2 separate regions of the Mus musculus genome follow, and region 1 is linked to region 2. Evidence: chromatin contacts called from public HiChIP or PLAC-seq data. All regions are on one chromosome and are shown on one strand. Each heading gives the region's core, a stretch centred on a gene start, on an enhancer-like site or on the middle of the called end of the contact. The rest is flanking DNA. Distances are from core to core; before and after follow the strand shown.

Evidence for each region. HiChIP or PLAC-seq counts read pairs in DNA pulled down with a chosen protein or histone mark.
Region 1: a contact with region 2 is called in a CTCF HiChIP or PLAC-seq map of CD8 T cells, with 8 read pairs. The contact joins the enhancer-like site here to the promoter of Usp10 in region 2. A contact is called at or near these places in 1 of 39 promoter capture datasets (macrophages), 2 of 15 datasets of contacts at CTCF or cohesin (CD8 T cells and the NIH/3T3 cell line), 2 of 484 Hi-C or Micro-C datasets (extraembryonic endoderm stem cells and memory CD8 T cells), 6 of 115 datasets of contacts at active chromatin or transcription factors (the SCID.adh cell line, cardiomyocytes, embryonic stem cells and 1 more) and 3 of 9 other capture datasets (adipose tissue, liver and pancreatic islet).

The regions. Positions count from the first base shown.
Region 1 is chr8:119,944,224-119,950,134 of GRCm38.p6, reverse strand. It overlaps Usp10 (ubiquitin specific peptidase 10), which reads right to left. Exons shown (of 14, transcript NM_009462.2): 5 at 2,969-3,060; 6 at 2,325-2,434; 7 at 1,662-1,717; 8 at 1,353-1,456. Among named protein-coding and RNA genes, the nearest start is that of Usp10, 37 kb to the right of the region's middle. Within about 2 kb of position 3,669, at least 38 of the 459 cell types and tissues checked have an H3K27ac peak or open chromatin away from gene starts, as enhancers often do. A contact at or near this core is called in CD8 T cells and memory CD8 T cells, where this site is marked.
Region 2 is chr8:119,906,827-119,912,594 of GRCm38.p6, reverse strand. Usp10 (ubiquitin specific peptidase 10) reads right to left here and starts at 2,235. Exons shown (of 14, transcript NM_009462.2): 1 at 1,656-2,235. The coding sequence starts at 1,676.

The sequences.
Region 1 (5,911 bases), core at 2,420-4,919, 36 kb before region 2:
GAAAACGTCCACAGTTCTAGAAGGTCCCTGGGTGCCTTCCACCTCCACTCCACTGCATCTGCACACTGTCGTTACACTTCTGGTTGTGCTTCTAATCCCCACTCTTGGGAGGCATTCCTAGCACCCCAAATCCCAAGTAGTGGGAAGTGAAACTCCAAAACAAGAAAAGCTGTATCACAGGCATTTAAAAAAAAAGCTAGTGGGATGGTGGTGGCGGCTCAGGATTTTAAATCCTAACACTGGGGAGATAGAGGCATGGCAGATCTCTGAGCCTGGTCTACAGAGTGCACAGGACAGGGGTACACAGAGAAGCCCTATCTTAGAAGGGAGGAAGGGGGGGGGATGGAGGGAGGGAGGGAGGGAGGGAGGGAGGGAAAAGAAGCGGGTGAGGAGAAAGGAAAAGCTAAAGTTGTGCAGCTGGTGTCTTTGTGTACCTGGATGCTCACTCTATTTTTTTTTAATTTTTTATTAGGTATTTTCCTCATTTACATTTCCAATGCTATCCCAAAAGTCCCCCATACCCACTCACCCCCACTCCCCTACCCACCCACTCCCCCTTTTTGGCCCTGGCATTCCCCTGTACTGGGGCATATAAAGTTTGCAAGTCCATGCTCACTCTATTTAAAGCAATACAGCTTCCAGACTATTCATTTAAATGGCATTCTCTTACTATTTTTCCACTCTGAGTAAGCTTCCTGTCTATACCTGCATTGCACTGCTCATGCCAATGCATTAGACTTGGCACTGGAAGACCAGCTGGATGCTCTAGACAATGACCACTGGAAGGCCGCCTGGCTCGCTCGCCTGCCCGCCTGCCCGCCTGCCTGCCCACCCGCTCACCTGCCCTTAGTTACCTGCTAGCAGGATTTTAGGAAAAGCCAGGCTACAATGGCTGAGTTGATGGACTCACTGCTGTAGCCTGAGCAGGACTAAGATGGAGGCGGAGCACTCCAGGACGAGGAGGAACCCCCCCCCCCCCACTCAAGCACATTGCAGCAACAAGGGTCAGACTCAGAAGCCAGGCTCTGCCCATCAGCGGTGGATTCACAGGCTGGCAGAGCCAGTGAGACTCCGTCCTTGGGTCTCAATGCTATTAAATGTGGGTAACTGGCACGTGTTAAGTCATTGAGTGTCTCCACCATAAACCTCACCCAGTTCTCACCCCACCAAGTCACAGCTCGAGGCATGCGCCAACAGCCACTTCAGGGTCATCTACAACTTGCTCTGTAGCAGGCTAGGCTTAGCTTCCCAGAGATCCTCTTGCCTTGGCCCCTATGCTCTAGGACGTAGGCATGGTCCCCTCCCCCAGTTCTTGGGAGCAGTTTCCATAGCAACCACAGAGCACCCCAGACCTTTTCAGACAGGCTCGACTTGATGACTGTCAGGAGTCTGTATATGTATGTGGGTTCAAAGGCAGCCCCTGGGCGGATATCTCTCACGATTTTATCCCCGAGAGCTGCAAGAAAAAAACAGAAGATTCTGGTAAGTAAAGAGACCACAGAGAGGTGAAAGCAAATCCACCCAAACTCCCATCACACGGGGAAAACACCTTGGTTTAAATAGACACTTTTTTCAGTAAGACCACACATTCACCACACGCCACCCCCTCGCTCCGTGTCCCCAGTGACAAGGCGCCTATCCCGGCGCGAGCTCTGACTCACCTTGGCGGGGTTTGGGAGGCACTGGCATGTTAGTGAACTCATTCATGAGCCGAACACTAGATGGAGAAAGAGCAAAGCAGAACTCACGTTAGGAGCAGGCCTGGGCACGGTGGCACATTAACCAGCAGCTAGAACAGCACCCAGGAGCTCTTATGTTAAAATCTACACATGTTATGGGACCATTTCCAGATGGCATTTTAAGCTGGTAAACAGTACGGGGTTTCCTACGGAATCTGAAGGGCAGCAAACTCTCCAGTTATATTCCACATCAACTTCCATAGAAAATCCCAACAACATCTCCCTTTAAAGGAGAATTCCAGAGGCTGGAGTTCAGAGACTTGTTGCTCTTACAAGGGACCAGGGTTCAGTTCTCAATACCCACTGCCAGCTCACAAGTAGCTGTAATTCCAGGTTCAGGGGGTCCAAAGTCTTCTGACCGCCACTGCCCACACGTGGCATGTGCCCTTACATGTATGCAGGCAAAGCACGCATTCACATGAACTTAAGAGCAGGGCGGGGGAGATGGTGGAGCACTCGTCTGTAGCAAATCAAGAACTGAGAGCTGGCGTCAGCCCCGGGAGCACCTGCTCGGCCAAACCGCTCGTTCCCATCACCGCAGGGAGAGCCCCCGACCACTGGCACGTGTGCGAGCGCTTTACTTACAAGCTATCTATCATGGGCGTTGATGTGCAAGGCCGCTGCACTTTTGAGTACAGAGGAATGAACTTCATCAGGTGATACATCGGAGGGCAAGCCACCAATGCCTGCAGGGTCTAAATGTCGGTAAGGAAGTGTAAAGGAAATGAAACAGACACAGAGGAACTTTTCTAAAAGGCACGTAAAAAAAAAAAAAAGATAAGCCAAGGACACTCAGCTACGTGGATATGTAAACACAAAGAGGAGTAAACCACATGAGAAGACAGCTGCCTTGTAAAGGCCATGTAAGGATCCTCTCTCTGTCGGCCGGCTGCAGGACACTCAAGAGCCTAGCTAGCTGAACAAAACACTCCCACTAGTTAGAGCAAAGCCTCTAGTTCTACGCGGCCATTCTGTCCTACTGTCTACCACCACTCCAATGAGAATAGAACATGCCCGACTCTACCCTTCATAAGCCAACAGATCAATCCTCGGACAGAGGGCGGAGAGGCTCCAGAGTACCACCGACCATGAGGCAGGCAGAGTGATGGCCCAGTCTCCGTGCTCAGAGCGCAGGCCGGCAGCCCTGGGGACGCTGCGGCAATCAAACACACCCAGACGGGAGAGTGGGCATGGTGGCCAGGCGCAGGGTTGGCAGCCAGGAAGGATACGGCATTAATGTAGCACCAGTTTCCTTTATTGATCAGCCCACGGGGTTGCAATGACACTGGCTTATGTATTAGGGTTACAGTCTCCAATAACTCTGCAAGAGTGAAGAAGCAAATGAAGACATTAACATTGCAGTCAGAATCCATGCACGGCGTTTCTGAAGTGCTGAGAGTCCTTCAGAAGAGCGTGTCCTCCGAAAGCCTTCACTTAGCACCGCTTTGTTACTAAGTTGGGGTGCAGGGGTGGGGGGCAGTTGTCTTGAACATCAACATTTACAGTTATCCTCTCAGTTTACACTAGGACGCTCCATGGCCAGAGACACCGACACAATAGCTAGCAGCAGAGAGCGGAGGTGGAAGACACTGGCATCCCCACCAAGGCTGACAGCATGCTTCACCAGCTGCTAAGTCCTCTGGATACCAGCTTCAAAGGGACTGTGGGGCAGGAGTGTGCCACCGGGCTCCCAGAAAACCCGGCAGACCACAGTGGGCGCTCAATGGCCGAGTATTAAGTGACAGCAGCAGCTCCTGCCAATCATGGAAGTGAGATCAGCCATTGGTCCACTAACTCCTCACTCCATTCAGAAGTGGGTGGGGCTTCTCTCCTGACACCCCGGAAACCACTTTTTTACAGCTTTAAGAAAGCTGTAAGCTGAGGAAGCACAGTGGGTGGCTTGATGTGGCTCCCATAGATCACTTTATCTGAGAAACTAAACCATTACAGGCTCCAGAGAAGCACCAGACACAGCCACTGAGAGCAGCCCCTTAGTGAAAGGTGTGCAGATCTAAGACAGGAAGACGCATGCTGACAGCTCCCACCAGTCCTGGAGCTGTCCAGTAACACTCAACTGCATAGTCATAACTCTGCCAAAAAGGGACTCTGACACCTCCTCTTACAGATGAGAAAACTGAAGTCACAGCACTGAGCCAGATACAACTGTGGGTCTACCTGGTGGGCTCAGCCGTTCCTAGCACTTGCTGCCAGGCCTGATGATCTGAGTTCACAGCCCCTTGTGGTAGAAACACAACCAACTTCCACAGCCTGACCTCACAAGCACACACACTTGTACATACACACAAACATGCTTGCAAGCACAGAAGGAACAAATAAGTCTAAGGAAGAAATGTTTTTAAATATTATGTAAGGCGGGACGCCCTCTTTCCCCCTCCCACTGCCTTCTGCCACCTGTTCTTGGGCTAAACAAGGATCCATAGTACAGCAATGATCACAGTAACCTCCAAACCTGTGTGTTCAAACAAAAACACACCCCAAAGCAACACCACAGGCTCTACAGCAGCCATCAACGGTGTGGCAAGCTTTTACAGAATTAGAAGCTAGGTCTTCCTACCATGGCTGACCTCTGTAAGAACAGCTAATGCATCCCGCGTGCACCCAAGCCTGCAACTAGCCCCGCTCCAGGCCAGCTCAGACAGGTAATGAAGGGCTCACTGTCCCGGACAGCACCACAGACTGTAAAAGAGTCTGGGGAGTATGCTTCACCTACAGATATACCAAGAGAACAGCTAGATGACTGGAGGCGCAGACATCAGAAAATAGGCAGTGGGGGAAAGGTGTCTGTCTATCCGGAGTAACATAAAGGACAGCAGGAAGTATGAACACTGAATGGCGACTTACACATAGGTATCAGCGTGCTGCAGTCCCAATACTCCCACGGTCACGCACAACCTTCAGGTTCAGGGTGCAGACTAATGGTATCAATATGAAGAAGCAAGCCAGAGATCTGGGTAAGAAGGTGGAAGCCAGTGTACACTGCTCAGTGGGATGCCTGGCCCAGGAGTTAGAGCCACATGGGCGGAGAAAATTCTGTTTTCCTAGTGAAGGCAAAGCCTTCTTGCGTCAGTTGAAGGTCGGAAGGGGTGGGGTACCATGATATTCACACCTGCTTTGGCACGGGCACTGACTGGGCCACATTTTTAAAAAATGAGAGACCTATGTGATGACGCTTGCCTGTAATCCCGGCACTTCGGAGGCAACGGTGGGCATCAGGAGTTCATGATCACTACACAGCAAGTTAGTTCCAGGGCTACAGAGAGACTGCAGGCTAAGGCGAGAATCTCCCCAAATTTGTGGGTACCTGACCTGGGTACAGTATGCAGTGAAGTGGCAGAAACAAAAGACACTGCTTTAAAGACAAGATAGGTGAAAGTAAGACCTTGCTCCCTAAAAGCTGACTCTGACACCACGAGATGCCTTTGGCAAGCATGCACACCCACTCACACATACGTGAAAACACACACACCGTAAGACTAGTGGTGTGGGTGTGCTGCATCAGTGTAAAAAAGAACCCAGCACCACATGTGACAGAGCTAATTCCTTTTCAAAAGGGAATTGGGTAAGCGGGTTGCGCTAAGCCCTAGAACAAACCTCTGTGGACCAGAGTGACCTCAACAGCCTGGGGGCTCCCACAGGTGACACAGGAGAATGCAATCCAATCTGAAGCCAGCTCTAATCAACTCCTTCCCAACTGGGAAACCACATGTTCAAGGCTCATTTCTGCATGGTCCTCTTCTAGAACCAGCAGGTTCCATTTTCCAAGATAGTGAGCCTGTCTCTTAGCGCCACCCAGTGGTCTGTTCAAAACCTGCACGCAAGCAGACCTGGGACACAGACAGTGCAGCAGACAGGACAGACAACTGCTGCAAGCAGTGCTCAAACTGCTGCCTTCTGGTAGAATTCTCAAGTGCAGGGTAACTCTTTACAGGCAGGTAGAGAAGAGAGACCTAGGTTTTTCTTTCCCTAAAAATTACTCCATTGTTCTTGGGGCTGGAGAAACGGCTCAGCACCTTAGCGTCTCTATGCTGATACTTCAGGAGAAGCTCCATGCCCTGCCCTTTGCCCCCAGACTGCTGCCTCTTGGCAAGCCCTGGGCAGTCAGCCCTGAGCACCTCGCTGCTCACTTACTCCCGAGAGTGGTGCAGACATTC
Region 2 (5,768 bases), core at 986-3,485:
GTTGCTGGTGCTTGAGAAAGTGAATTCTGCTTAAGCATGCTTTCTTTGCCCCAAAATCATACACACACACACACACAGAGAATTGACATTACAGCTCAGTTCAGAATGAGCAGTACAGACTAATTCCAAAAATAAAACAAGGTAGTCAACTAGAGGTTTTTGGTGTTTTTCGAGACAGGGTTTCTCTGTGTAGCCCTGGCTGTTCTAGAACTCACTCTGTAGACCAGGCTGGCCTCAAATTCAGAGATCTGCTTGCCTCTGCCTCCCTAGTGCTGGGACTACAGGTGTTTTTGAATTGAGCAAGGCTATGAAGGGCTGATGGCTCCAAGGTTTAAGATAGTTGCTCTTGCAGAAAACTGGGGTTCCATTTCTACCAGGACTCAGAGGCTAAGAACCATTCTAATTCCAGTTCCAGGAGATCCAACACCCTCTTCTCGCTTCAATGGGCACCAGGAACATACATATATGCAAGCAAAGCATTCATTCACATAAAATAAAATAAAATAAAAATGCCTAAATAGAACCAGATGTGGTGGTGGTGAATATTCCGAATCGCCAGGGCCTCTGGTGACAGAGGTAGGCAGTTGCCTTAATCGCAAGCCAACCACAGCTGCATAATGAAGACCTGTCTAAAACTTAAAAAAAAAAAAAAACCACTTGTCAAAATATTATTCAACAAATACGAATCGTCTGCCTATTGAAAAAAAAAAAAGCACACCAAATACAAAAGCATTTACAGATGAGGGGAAAGGTCAAACAGGCAAAGTTCAGATTTGATCTATGAAACACCACATACTTAAGAGAACGGAAGTTTCTCCTAGGATCTAACCTTTTATTAAAAACAGTTTCGAGGTTTAAATCCCATATTGCAACAGTTACTAAAACCTTTCAAAAGCACATGGTGGCTCTTGCCTGCAACGCACCAGGCTGAGATAGGGAAAAAAAAAAACTTAAGTTAGAGGCGATCGTGGACCAAGAGAAAGATCAAATAAAAAGACGATCGTTCTTCAAAGGTGGCCTCACCAGACCGACCTCACCTGCCTTGTACATACATCCACCTACCATCCTCAAAAAGGCAATTTTACTTCTTAGTTTCCCGAGAGTCGCAGCCCGGAGAAGCGGCACCACGTGCTGACTTCTCACTCGTCCTAAGTGCATCTTAGGAGAGGGGCTGCAGGAGCAGCTCCGGGCACAGAAAACACAGCAGGCAATCCGGCCTGCCGGGCCCCGACCCAGCCCGGGCTCGGACACCGTGCAAAAGGTGTCAGTCTCGGGCAAACCGGAGTATGCCGCCCCGGCGCTTCCCGGTTTTCTTTGCAATAGAATTCCCGAGGCCAGGGGCCAGGTCCCCGGCGGCGCTGGGCCAGAGCGTCGCCCGGGACTCGGCGGCTGCGGGCCGGGCACGCGGAGGCCTTCCCTGCGGCCTCGGGCGTTCTCGGGGCGGCTCGGACACTCTCGGGGCGGCTCGGGCGCTCTCGGGGAGATTCGGGCGGCCTCCGAAGCCGGGGAAGCGCGGCACTGAGGGGCGCGGCGCGGGCCTAGGCCGGCAGCGTGCCGGCGCCTCCCCCACCGCTCGCCCGCCGCGCACCTCGCGATCGTCGCCCCGAGGCCGTCCCGTGGCCCAGACCTCCCAGCCCAGACACGGCCCGCGCTACCTGTGGGTTGTGGAGGGCCATGGCGGCCCGTCTCAATGAGGTTCGGTGCTGCTCCGGCTTCTCACGCCGCGTCTCCCGTCGCCGCCATCTTCTCGCCGCACAGACACACTCGCAGCGGCCGCCGCGCCTGCGCACTGACTGCGCCGCGGGAGAGCCAGGCGGCGTTCTGCGCCTGCGCGCGACAGGTGGGCGTGCGCCCCGGGCCGGCGACCCTTCTGTCCCCAGCGCGCCGAGGGCGGCTGCTCCAGGCGAGGGCGTGAGGATGGAGCTGGCCAGGCACCCTGGGGCTGCAAGGTGGAGTTCCGGAGTGGTTACTGCGCTGGGTCCGCCTGAGCTCCGCCCTGGGATCTCCGCTGGAGATCTCCAAGGATCCCTTACCCTATGGAGCGCGCTCTTCTGACCGTTCGTTCATTCATTCATTCCTTCACTCTTCATTCTCTTCACTAGCTTGTTTTACCTGGCATTGGGGAAAAAAAGATTTTTTTTTTCTTTGTAAAACATAAAAGTAAACGTTGAAGGAGCTAGTGAGATGACTCAGCGGGTAACGGAGCCCTGCCTCCTGTACCCTTGAGGACCAAATGAGTTCCATTCTCTGGATCCACATGACGCCAGGGGAAAACCAACTACAGACTGTCTTCTGACATACAAAGGGGCACACGCAAAATAAACAATTTTAGAAAGAACTCGTTAATCCAGGAATTGTACTCCTGTGAGCTCAGTATATAGACTGCAGAGGTAGGACGATCATCTATGAATTGCAGACCAGTCTACATAGCAAGTTCCAGGTCACACACAGCTACGTAAGGTAGCTCTGTCTCGGGGTGGGGGGTGGATAGTCATGTTGATGACTTAGCACATTCTGCAAAGGGTAGAGACTCAGTAGGTGTTAGTTATTGCACACACGCAAGTGTATACACACGGGAAAGTTCTTGACTCAGCCATATAGGCAATAATAATAATAAAAACAAACAAAAAACCTTACTAAACCTCCTACTCCCAGCTGTAGACCAGGCCGGCCTTGAGTTCTGAGATCTGCCTATCTCTGCTTCCAGCGTGCAGGGATTAGGGATTAAAGGTGTACACCACTGCCGGGCCAGGAAAGAATTTTATGACAAGCCCCTGTGGGGCAAAGTTGGCAAGTTTATTAAGTAGAGGTGAGAGAGGGTACACGGGTAGGACTGAGTTTAGGATCTAGAGACAAGAAGGAAAAGGATAATGTTCAAGTGTGGGCACAGCTGCTCCAGAGAGTTGCCCTCAGGTGTCTTGGTTTTGTTTTTCTTTGCTGTGCTACACATGTAGCAAAAATTGGCTTCAAACTTTCTTTTCTTTTTTTTTTTTTTTTTTTTTTGGTTTTTCAAGACAGGGTTTCTCTGTGTAGCCCTGGCTGTCCTGGAACTCACTTTGTAGACCAGGCTGGCCTAAAACTAAGAAATGCACCTGCCTCTGCCTCCCAAATGCTGGGATTAAAGGTGGGCACCACCATGCGCACTGGCTTCAAACTTACTTTCTCTCTTTCTCTTCCTTCCTTCCTTCCTTCCTTCCTTCCTTCCTTCCTTCCTTCCTTCCTTCCTTTCTTTCTTTCTTTCTTTCTTTCTTTCTTTCTTTCTTTCTTTCTTTCTTTCTTTCTTTCGTTTTTCAAGACAGGGTTTCCCTGTAAAGCCCCAGCTGTCCTGAAACTCACTTGGCAGACTAGGCTGGTCTCGAACTCAGAAATCTGCCTGCCTCTGCCTCCCAAGGGCTGGGATTAAAGGCGTGCGCCCCATGCACATTGGCTTCAAACTTTCTAGCAGCCAAGGATGAACTGAAACTCCTGTATCTCCCGCCCCTACTTCCCTAGTACAGGGCTACGCTTCATACTCCGAACTCTGGCTCCACAAAGCAAACAAAGCAAAGCAAAGCAAAACTCTACGAGTTGGTTCAATGGTTTCTTTCTCCTGAGAATTTTCTTTTGGCCCTCTTGATTGCACACACCTTTAATCTCAGATGGCTGAAACAGAGGCAGGCAGGTCTCTGATAAAATCCAGACCAGAGACAGGCGTGGTTATGCACGCCTTTAATCCCAGCACTCGGGAGGCAGAGGCAGGCAGATTTCTGAGTTCGAGGCCAGCCTGGTCTACAAAGTGAGGTCCAGGACAGCCAGGGCTACACAGAGAAACCCTGTCTCAAGAAAAAAAAAATCCAGACCAGAATGGCTCAGATATCAAGACTCAAGACTTTTTGTTTCAGAAAATGATAATTTCCTTTGGTAAATAAAACCAAGTCAGGTGGTTTTATCAAGTTGGTTGTTCAGGTCAGGATATTGGGCCAGGTGCGGTGGCACACACCTTTAATTTTAGCACTCCATCGATAGAGGCAGGTGGATATCTTTGAGGCCAGCCTGGTCTACAGAACAAGTTCCAAGACAGCCAGGGTTATACAGAGAAACCCCATCTCAGAAAAAACAAAAGAGGGGTGGGGAATGGGAGTGCTACTAGGGTTAGGCTCAGGGTCACAAACGTCCTGGCTCCAAGTAGGAATGCTTTATTGCATTTAGCATCATTGGTGGCGGTGTCCTGAGGAAAACCACCTTTACCCCTACAGGTAACCTTGGCTTTATCAGTCTCAGTTTCGTAACTCCCAGCCAACAGGAAACACAGACTAGATCCCCAGGAGTCAGGCTGCCCACACCCATACTGTAACCTTAACTTTCTCCTTCCCCCTGCCTCACAATGGACCCACACCATGCTTAGCAGCCTGCCTGGAGGTTCAAGCCGGGTTCCTCGAGAGATGGTTGTGTTGACTCAGACAGGCTCCCTAAGCTTTCTGTGTCTCTTTCACATCAGATGTGATTAACCCCTTTGTAAAGACCTGAACACAGCTGAGTCCCAAAATACCTGGAGACGTGACTTAGACGATGAAACCCTTGCAGATGGGATGGTGCTGAGGAATGCGAACAGGGTCATTCCAAGTGGGTCCCATGGTGTCACAAGGGTCTCTAGAAGGGAATATAGGCAAGGACAGGAGAGACAGCAGACAGGTGGGGGAGAACGGGACTGGAGTTCCCTTGGTAGAGCAATTGCCCAGCATCTATAAAAGCACCACCTACACTAGGCATGGTGGCAACCCAGCTTGAGAGCCCAATACTCCAGAGGTAGAGGCAGGAGGACCAGGAGTTCAGGGTTATCCTGAGTCACAAATTGAGCTAGAGGCCAGCCTGGGCTACATGAGGCCCTGTCTGGGAGACATAGATAAAGGTCAGGAGTGGAAGGCCTGCAGCTGGCCTCTAAAAGCTAGTTAGGCCACCAACCATGCCCAAAGCTCTGCCTACACCTTGATTTGAACCCTGTCCATCTTCTAACCTGAAGAACTGTAAAGGAAAGAATTTGTGGTTTCTTTTTTTTTTAAACCAGTAAATTAAGTGCAATCCACCCCAGCCGTGATAAAGTAACTGGGAACAATATGCCTACCCAGCAGATAATAGGCCTCCAGTGGGTGGGTTTTTTTTTTTTTTTTTTTTTTTTTTTTTGGTTTTTTCAAGACAGGGTTTCTCTGTGTAGCTCTGGCTGTCCTGGAACTCACTCTGTAGACCAGGCTGGCCACGAACTCAGAAATCTGCCTGCCTCTGCCTCCCAAGTGCTGGGATTAAAGGCGTGCACCACCACGCCCAGCTGTTTTTTTTTTAACCCCACCCCAAGGAGACTTCCTGAAATCCCCTTGAGCTGAGTCCCCCCCCACCCCCTTAGCAGATGTTTTCCAGAGGGCCACGAGAAACCACACACTTCCTATTAAGACTGTGGATATGTATGCAGCCTGGCACATGGTAGTTAATTCTATGCTCAAGGGGACAGAGCAATTCTCCAGACCTGCCCTACCTGAGGAGATCATTTTTGGAACTCTGATCACATGTAGGTGTGAAAATTATCACCCTTCTCAGAATCCTTGGGCAGGAAGGTAACATTTCCCCAGGAGGGGCCTGGTAACTTTAACATTTATTGACAATGATAAAATCCAAGTTTTCAAACAAAAATGGCAGTCATGGAAAATGGTTGTATCCCAGGTGAGTTGGGCACCTTCCCAGTCATTGAAGACTCTCTAGCCACAGTGGCAATAGACATGATTGTGACAAAATGAAAA